Regions from separate parts of the Ovis aries genome. Here region 2 is linked to region 1. The links are chromatin contacts, called in public Hi-C maps. All regions are on one chromosome and are shown on one strand. Each heading gives the region's core, a stretch centred on a gene start, on an enhancer-like site or on the middle of the called end of the contact. The rest is flanking DNA. Distances are from core to core; before and after follow the strand shown.

The links. A called contact is a pair of places that touch in the nucleus more often than the background predicts.
Region 2: a Hi-C map of hypothalamus shows a contact between it and region 1, with 9 times the contacts expected there. The contact joins two enhancer-like sites. A contact is called at or near these places in 9 of 16 Hi-C or Micro-C datasets (blood, hypothalamus, liver and 5 more).

What each region holds. Positions count from the first base shown.
Region 1 is chr16:4,416,225-4,420,042 of ARS-UI_Ramb_v3.0, reverse strand. No RefSeq gene overlaps it. Among named protein-coding and RNA genes, the nearest start is that of SH3PXD2B, 34 kb to the right of the region's middle. Within about 2 kb of position 1,837, at least 7 of the 54 cell types and tissues checked have an H3K27ac peak or open chromatin away from gene starts, as enhancers often do.
Region 2 is chr16:4,627,579-4,631,833 of ARS-UI_Ramb_v3.0, reverse strand. No RefSeq gene overlaps it. Among named protein-coding and RNA genes, the nearest start is that of NEURL1B, 52 kb to the right of the region's middle. Within about 2 kb of position 1,438, at least 8 of the 54 cell types and tissues checked have an H3K27ac peak or open chromatin away from gene starts, as enhancers often do.

The sequences.
Region 1 (3,818 bases), core at 588-3,087:
GGCTGCTTGTGTCTGCAGTCAAATGAGCCAACAGTCAATAAGCAAGAGCATGTGATTGCAATTATTCTTGGAAAACTCTAATGGCAGGACATGAGAGCTCTCATCAGATCCTGTAAATTTTATTAAAAATCCTGGTTACAAAGAATAAGCTCCATGAAACCTCTCTAAAGCTATGTTTTAAAAGCGAGACATGTATCACAATATTTACAAATAAAATGCCATAATGATAAGAATTTGCTTCAAAATGATCCACTGGGATGGGGGCAACATGGACGAAAGGAGTAGTGAAACAAACGTGTCTTGAACGTCAACACTGTTGTAGCTACAAGGTGAGCACCTGGGACTGTAAACTGTCTTTTCTGTGTTTCTTACTTGTGTTTGAAGTGTTTCGTAATGGAAAGTATACTTTCAAGCTCTCCAAAGAACCTCATGAGAAACATACTCTAATTTCCATTTCACAGATGAAGACGATGAAACACAGATAGGTTCAGTAACTTGTCCAAGGTCACACCGCTCATTTAGCCAGAGTCAGAATTCAAAACCAGGTCAGCATGATTCCAGAAGCAAACTCTGCCCGTGACACCAGTCACTCGGGGGGAAAAAAGTGACAAGACAAAAATCTGTGCAAATGTTCATAGAAAGATATATTTAGCCAAACTAGTGAAAAAGAACAGTTTTAAGAAGTCCAGACTGAAGTATAAGTTGCAGGAAAACATTTCCTCTCAATCATCGAAAGAAATCCTGCTCCTTCTCCTCCAGCCTGGTTCTGTCCCTCTTCCTCTGGGATTTCAAAGGGTAGTAATATGCAAGGGCTTCCCTGGTAGCTCAAGAGGCATAGAAACCGCCTGCAATGCAGGAGATGTGGGTTTGATCCAGAAGATCCCCTGGAAAAGGAAATGGCAACCCCTCCAATATTCTTGCCTGGAGAACCCCATGGACAGAGGAGTCTGACAGGCTACAGTCCTTGGGGTTGCAAAGAGTCGGACGTGACTGAGCAGCTAACGCATACACAATAATAAATAACAACGGCAATAAATGGGTCTTATCTCGCCAACAGGCTGATCATTCTCCCTGTATCTCCCAGAGACACCCACGCAGGTCTGGGCACAGCACTGACTCTCCACAAAGGCCGCTGGTTTGGGGCTGGATGGAAAATGGGGAACGTATCATGGTTCTTTAGCCCGACAACTGGAGTTCAGATCCAGCTTGCCCACTCCGAGCCGTGTGACACTGCGCAAGTCACTCTCTCCGTCTGACCCTTGCAGGGCCCTTAGCACACTGTGGGGCAGGCAGGACTCACTGGAGAACATTTCCTCTCCATCCCTGCCTCCTTGCTCTTACAGAAGCAAGACTGGCATAGTCACAGTGAGCATGGATCCAGTCCCCTGTGTGAAGCCACCATGAGTTGTGAGTTGTGAAAACTGACTCACTCAGGCTGCAGCTGAGTCAGCCCCTGCACCTTCAGCATCTGTGGGGGCTCAGAGTGGAAGGCAGATGAATGGGGGAGTGCGCATCTTTGGCGAAGCAGCTCTAGCATTTTCAAGCTTGGCACTGCCCTCTCACGTGGAGGATAGAGCGGGCCTCACCTGTGTACCTGGGCAGCATCTCTCTACAAAACTGGGTCCGCGTCAGGGCACCTGGAGTGGGCGTGGCAGTCCCAGCCAGAGCGAGCTCAGAGTGGGGGGCTGTCTGGCCGCTCGTTTCAGATGAAGACACAATCAACTGAGAACCAAATTAGAATCTGATGGGTTTGTCTGTCATCCAGGACTCTGTCCACCCAAGAATGCTTTTAAAAGAGGCGACAAAGCCCTCTGGTGGCGAGTGAGCTGGCTGCTGGAAAAGTCTTCTATGAGCACGCGGGGAATAAGAAGGCAGTGACTGCCCCCACCTGGCGGGAGACAGGAAGACAGGACTCTTGATTACAGAGCCAAGAGTCCCAACAGCCCCAAGCTGACAAAGTAGCCGGTAACATTGACCTTTCAATAAGCACCTGCTGTGTGCCGGGCTCTTTCCGTGAGCCTTCTCATTTAATCCTCACAACAATCCTTGCAGTGCCCATTACACAGAAGAAAACACTGAGACTTCAAGCGGTTTGCTGCTCTGGCCAAGGTCACTCAGTTGTTCAATAGGAGAACCAGGGTCAAACCCAGGCCAAAGCGTCCCAACGCCCAGGCTCTATTTGCCAGATGGGGAGGAGAGAGGAAGGGATGCAAACAGCATTGGTTGAGCATCGTCTGCGCCCTGGACGGCGTGGCTCCTTTGTGATAAGAGCTGCCAACACTTTCCAAGTGCTTGCTACGAGTCCACTGTGCTCTGTTCTAGGGGCATTCTCCAAGCCAGCTCTGTTCACCTTCACAATAACTCTGGGAAGTAAGTGCTACTGGTATTTCCAGTTTATAAATGAAGCCCGGAAAGGATAAGTACCCAGGATTGCCCAGAGTTAAGCTGGGCCTTGACCCAGGTAGTCCAGAGGCAGAGCCTGTGTATGCCTACTGTGAACTTCTCAGATGAGCACTCATCCTTCTGAACAGGGAAAGCTCACCATGCTTGATGAATATCCACAAGATTGCTTCATTGTACCCTGGTCCTCTTGTAACTGATGAGTAAAGCATAGGACAGCTCTGCAAGACCATGCAACAGTTCTGTCCAACAAACTTTCACCTACCAGCTTTAGCCTTCACTCACAATCTTCGCCTGCAACCAATTATTGCTTACCAAATGGTGATTTTATACTCTTTCATCCCTTCTAACTGTATTCATTGGTACTCTACTATAAAAGAGAGCTCTCTTTCCTCTTCTTCAGTGTTGTTATCAGTCAGTCAGTTCAGTCAGTTCAGTTGATAAGTCGTGTCTGACTCTTTGCGACCCCATGAATCGCAGCACGCCAGGCCTCCCTGTCCATCACCAACTCCCGGAGTTCACTCAGACTCACACCCATTGAGTCCGTGATGCCATCCAGCCATCTCATCCTCGGTCGTCCCCTTCTCCTCCTGCCCCCAATCCCTCCCAGCATCAGAGTCTTTTCCAATGAGTCAACTCTTCGCATGAGGTGGCCAAAGTATTGGAGTTTCAGCTTCAGCATCATTCCTTCCAAAGAAATCTCAGGGCTGATCTCCTTCAGAATGGACTGGCTGGATCTCCTTGCAGTCCAAGGGACTCTCAAGAGTCTTCTCCAACACCACAGTTCAAAAGCATCAATTCTTCAGCACTCAGCCTTCTTCACAGTCCAACTCTCACATCCATACATGACCACAGGAAAAACTGTAGCCTTGACTAGATAGACCTTAGTTGGCAAAGTAATGTCTCTGCTCTTGAATATACTATCTAGGTTGGTCATAACTTTCCTTCCAAGGAGTAAGCATCTTTTAATTTCATGGCTGCAGTCACCATCTGCAGTGATTTTGGAGCCCTGAAAAACAAAGTCTGACACTGTTTCCACTGTTTCCCCATCTATGAAGTGATGGCACTGGATGCCATGATCTTCGTTTTCTGAATGTTGAGCTTTAAGCCAACTTTTTCGCTCTCCTCTTTCACTTTCATCAAGAGGCTTTTAGCTCCTCTTCACTTTCTGCCATAAGGGTGGTATCATCTGCATATCTGAGGTTATTGATATTTCTCCCGGCAATCTTGATTCCAGCTTGTGCTTCTTCCAGCCCAGCGTTTCTCATGATGTACTCTGCATAGAAGTTAAATAAGCAGGGTGACAATATACAGCCTTGACGCACTCCTTTTCCTATTTGGAACCAGTCTGTTGTTCCATGTCTAGTTCTCACTGTTGCTTCCTGACCTGCATACAGATCTCTCAGGAGGCAGGTCAG
Region 2 (4,255 bases), core at 189-2,688, 210 kb before region 1:
CCAGGGAAGCCTCCCCCAGCACTGGCGCCTCTGAGAACAACCCTGGGGGTAGGGAGTAGGGCTGACAGCAAGGCTGGGCTGGAAGAGATGGCTCTGCAGTTGGCTCCAGACAGCCTTGGGACCACCTGTTGGGGGACAGAGGCTCGAGGGAGACCTGGATTGTTCACAGTTGTAGAGAAGATTTCTTTTCTTCTGGAGGTGGGGATGACCGTAGCAAAGGGGGTGGCGAATCAGCTACCGCCAGGAGCTGAGGGTAGATGGGGACTGCTAGAGCATCTCCCCGGCACCTCCCTGCATTCCTGCCCTGTGGTGGCACTGGGCATCCCCTCTCGGAACCCCGTCTCCATGGCTCCACGGTGGGGCAGGTCCCCCTTAGGGGATGCCAGAGGGGATGCAGGCCAGTGCCGATTTGATGGCCTGGGGGCGGTCAGCTCCCCACTCAGCTCAGTCAGTGGGGGAGGCCTGGCCCTTCCCACGCCCTTCCTGGAATGCAGGGTTGCTCCCGGGAATTGAACGAAAGTGTGACTTTCCCTCTGGAGTCTGAGGTCAGTCAGCCTCCCAGGCCTGGGCCAGCATTCTTGACAGGGAGCCAAAACAAGCCTGGGGTGAGGGGCTGGGGCCAGCTCAGAGGCCTGGGGGCCCCCGCCACCTGATGGCCCCTCACTTTCATTCCTTGTGGGTGGGAGGTGGGCTACTGCCAGAAATCGCATGCTGCGGGAGGGAGACGTTGAAATCAACTTTCTGCTGTTTGGGAGCCCTGGGCTGGCCACCAGCAGGGGCTGCCAGCAGTGTCCTGAGCGCACTCCTTGAGGGAGGGCAGGCCCAGAGGGAGGTCCAAGGGGCTGCAGCGGCCAGAGGTGGCCCCTGGCTAGGCTGGGACAGGGAGAGGGGAGTGGCGTGGTGGGCCTACAGTCCCGGTAGGGACAGTGGCCGCCACACTGGGTGCCGCCGACGTGCCAGCCACTTCCTGACACAGAGCGTCCTGATCATCCACGGGGGCTGACACCCTTCCCTCAAGGATGTGGAGGCTCAGAGAGGGCCCGTAACTCGCTCCACCGCAGAGGCGGGGCAGGACCTTCAGGCCTGTCTGTCTCCCAAGCCCGCGTTCTCATCCCCTGACCCCCACCTCGTGCTAGACTTCATCACAGTGGATCCACCTGCTGGGAACCGAGAAGCCAGGGTGTAGCCCCCTCAAAGGGCTTCCCTGGTGGCTCAGATGGTAAAGAATCTGGCTGCATCGCAGGAGACCCGGGTTTGATCCCTGGGTCGGGAAGATCCCCTGGAGAAGGGAATGGCTACCCACTCCAGTATTCTTGCCCGGGAAATCCCATGGACAGAGGAGCCTGGCGGGCTACAGTCCATGGGGTCACAAAGAGTCGGACACAACAGAGCCGCTAACGCTTTCACACCAGCTCGGTCAGGACCTGGGGAGTGAGTGCTCTACAGCCCCACCTAGAGGCCGTGAAGTGAGGCGCAGAGAAGGCGCCTCCTAATCTCATCCACACAGACTTCCAGATGAACGGCATTCCCTAGAGGCATCTTGGGGAGACCGAAGTGCCCCAGCTTGTTGTTCTGAGTGTGGCCATGACCTCCGGCCTGTCTGGCTGACTCCTGAGTAGTTCCCCCAGACTCCTCAAAGGATGGCTGAAGTCTTTCCCTAGCATGGGAGAGAGGCGAGAGGGGAGTCTGAGGCTCTGAATTCAGAGAGAAAGGTTTAGACCTGGGCAAGTCATAGCCAGGAGGGGCAGGGGCTGAGGAATTGGGGCCAGCCTGCTCAGAGCACTCTTTTGCAGCTGCCCCAGGGGCTTCTGGAAGCTTCTCCTGGGTGCATTTAACAGCCAAGATTGGGGCTTGGTTCCCATAGCTGGATGCCTGGAAAGTTGATGTTTTCCACATCTCTGTGTGGGAGCCAAGATCAGCTTCCAAGAGCCAGGAGACTTGAGCCTGAAGGGAGAGGCAAAGATTTCCTGTCCCCGGAGTTGGACTAGTGGGCATTATGTAAGCTGAGGACCCAGCCTGACACAGCTTTTCTCGCTCCTTCCCCTTCTAGGTGCTGAGTCTGGTTCCCTCCCCTCTGCTTCTCTTCCGCCCCCTCCTCTCTCACTTTTCCTGCTCTCTCTTCTCTTTCCCCTTCTTCTCTTCCTCCGCACCCCCCTCCCCACCCCACACATAATTTACTCACAGACAAGCTGTGATGCCATGGAAGGAACCAGACTTGATTCATATCCTGGGCTCCACAGCTCACAAGTTGTGTGATTCAGGCAGGGCATTGTACTCTCTGAGCCTCTCTTTCCTTGTCTGTAAAATGGGACCATAATACTTCCCTGAATGGCTGTTTGTAGGTCAATGAAAACACAGGTGCATATGTTTCAGGCCCACTTGCCCTTGAAAAATCACTAAATTCAGATTCTGGGAAATCATTACTAAAAGAAAGAGAAGGAATTATTTTGTTTTTGAGAGGCCATAGACCGTGGGAAAAAGTTCCTTAAGCTGTCTGAATCCTGGTTTTTTCTCCATTTGTTTTAGTCGCTAAGTTGTATCCGACTCTTTGACGACCCCATGGGCTGTAGCCCACCAGGCTCCTCTGTCCATGGGTTTTCCCAGGAATACCGGAGTGGGTTGCCATTTCCTTCTCCAGGGTATCTTCCCAATGCAGGGATTGAACCGCTGTCTCCTGCATTGGGAGGCAGGTTCTTTTACCACTAACACCACCTGGGAAGCCCTACCACATAGTAAGTGGTCATTAAATGATTTGCTATTATCATTGATTGTTGTCATGCAGGAACCCAGGGAACGAGGGAAAGAGAAATCTCCATGTATACACTGTGGCAAAACTCCTCTGAGGCCAGCTGCATCAGGGATGCTCAGGGTCAGGGCGTGGGCTTTGCCTGCTGAAGCATTAGACAAGAATATGATGTGACTGGGTGCATGGTTCAGCTTGAACTTCCAGGAAAAAGAGGGATGCTTAATGTAATTATCACCAAATGGTCCAGAGCCTTTGTTATTGGATTTGATCCAGGAGCCTCAGAACTCCACTGCTCTGAACATGTCTGGTTTGGGGGCTTCCTTCCCTTTCCAGGTTGGTTGATTCTTGAGGGAAAAGGCCATGTCATACCTAGTTTTGTATCAGGTGTGGGTATGTGACAGAGATTGGTTCAGGGGATTAAGCTTTTCACTGAAGTGGTCAATGGAAATACAGACAGCCCTGAAATTTTCCTGAAACTTTTCGAAAGAGTTACTAAGCTGGCATGGTATGAGCTAGGAGCTCCTGGAGGATTTCTTTGCTACCACAAAGGGAGAGCCTGCCTGAGCATGATGTCAACCGAGAGGACAGCAGAAGAGAGAGACAGGGGTAGATATCCAATAGCATCATGTGAACACCTGGATCCAGCCATTCCTGAAGCTGGAAGACTTGTTTAGTTGTGTGAGTTGTTTCCTAGGTTAGGTTTTTTCTGCAGCTGGGTTTCAGGCTCTTATAACCGAAAGGACCAAGATAAATAGAGTCTTCCCCCCGCCCCCAGTTTCCTTAAAAAAGTCTTATTAGATGGCATCCATGAAAATATCTCCTGGCCCAGTACAAGTGGCTGATATCATGAAAAGGATACATAGGAGGCGAGAAAGATGCCTATGTTCTGGGCAGACTCTGCCGTCGAGACCCAAGGGATAGGTGCAGATTGTACCTCTGAAGGATTCTGCCTTTCCTCTGGAGCAGGCATTTGTCATTGTCACTAAGCCACGTCCAACTCTTTGTGACCTCAGGGACTGCAGCCTGCCAGTCTCCTCTACCCTCTGTGGGAGCAGGCACACCTGGGGCCTAACACTTCTTATACCTTGGAGGGGGTCCGGTTCCCTCCCTGTCAATTAGGGAGACAAATATGTTTGTGAAGATTCATTGAGAGACTGTGTGCAAATCATGATTTCTTCTGTTTAATAAATCCTGGTTCATTTCTCTTTTGCCCCTAAAATTCAGTCACCAAGCTGGGCTGTTCTAACAAGTCAGGAGGAACATGCCTGGGCAGTAATTTCACTTTCCCCTTTGCCCCACGCCTGATACTACTGCAAAGTTCCACCCCGGAACTTTGGGCCCTAAAGCCTGTCCTGGTGGAAGCCCAACCAAACTGGTTAGCCTGGCCTGGCCTCACCTAGAAACTTACAGGTCCTTATCTCTACCATGACTAAATTTGGATCTCAAATGCAGACAATCAGCCTGGGAATTTCTGATGAACTGTAGCAAGGGCCAGTTGTTCCTGTTGGT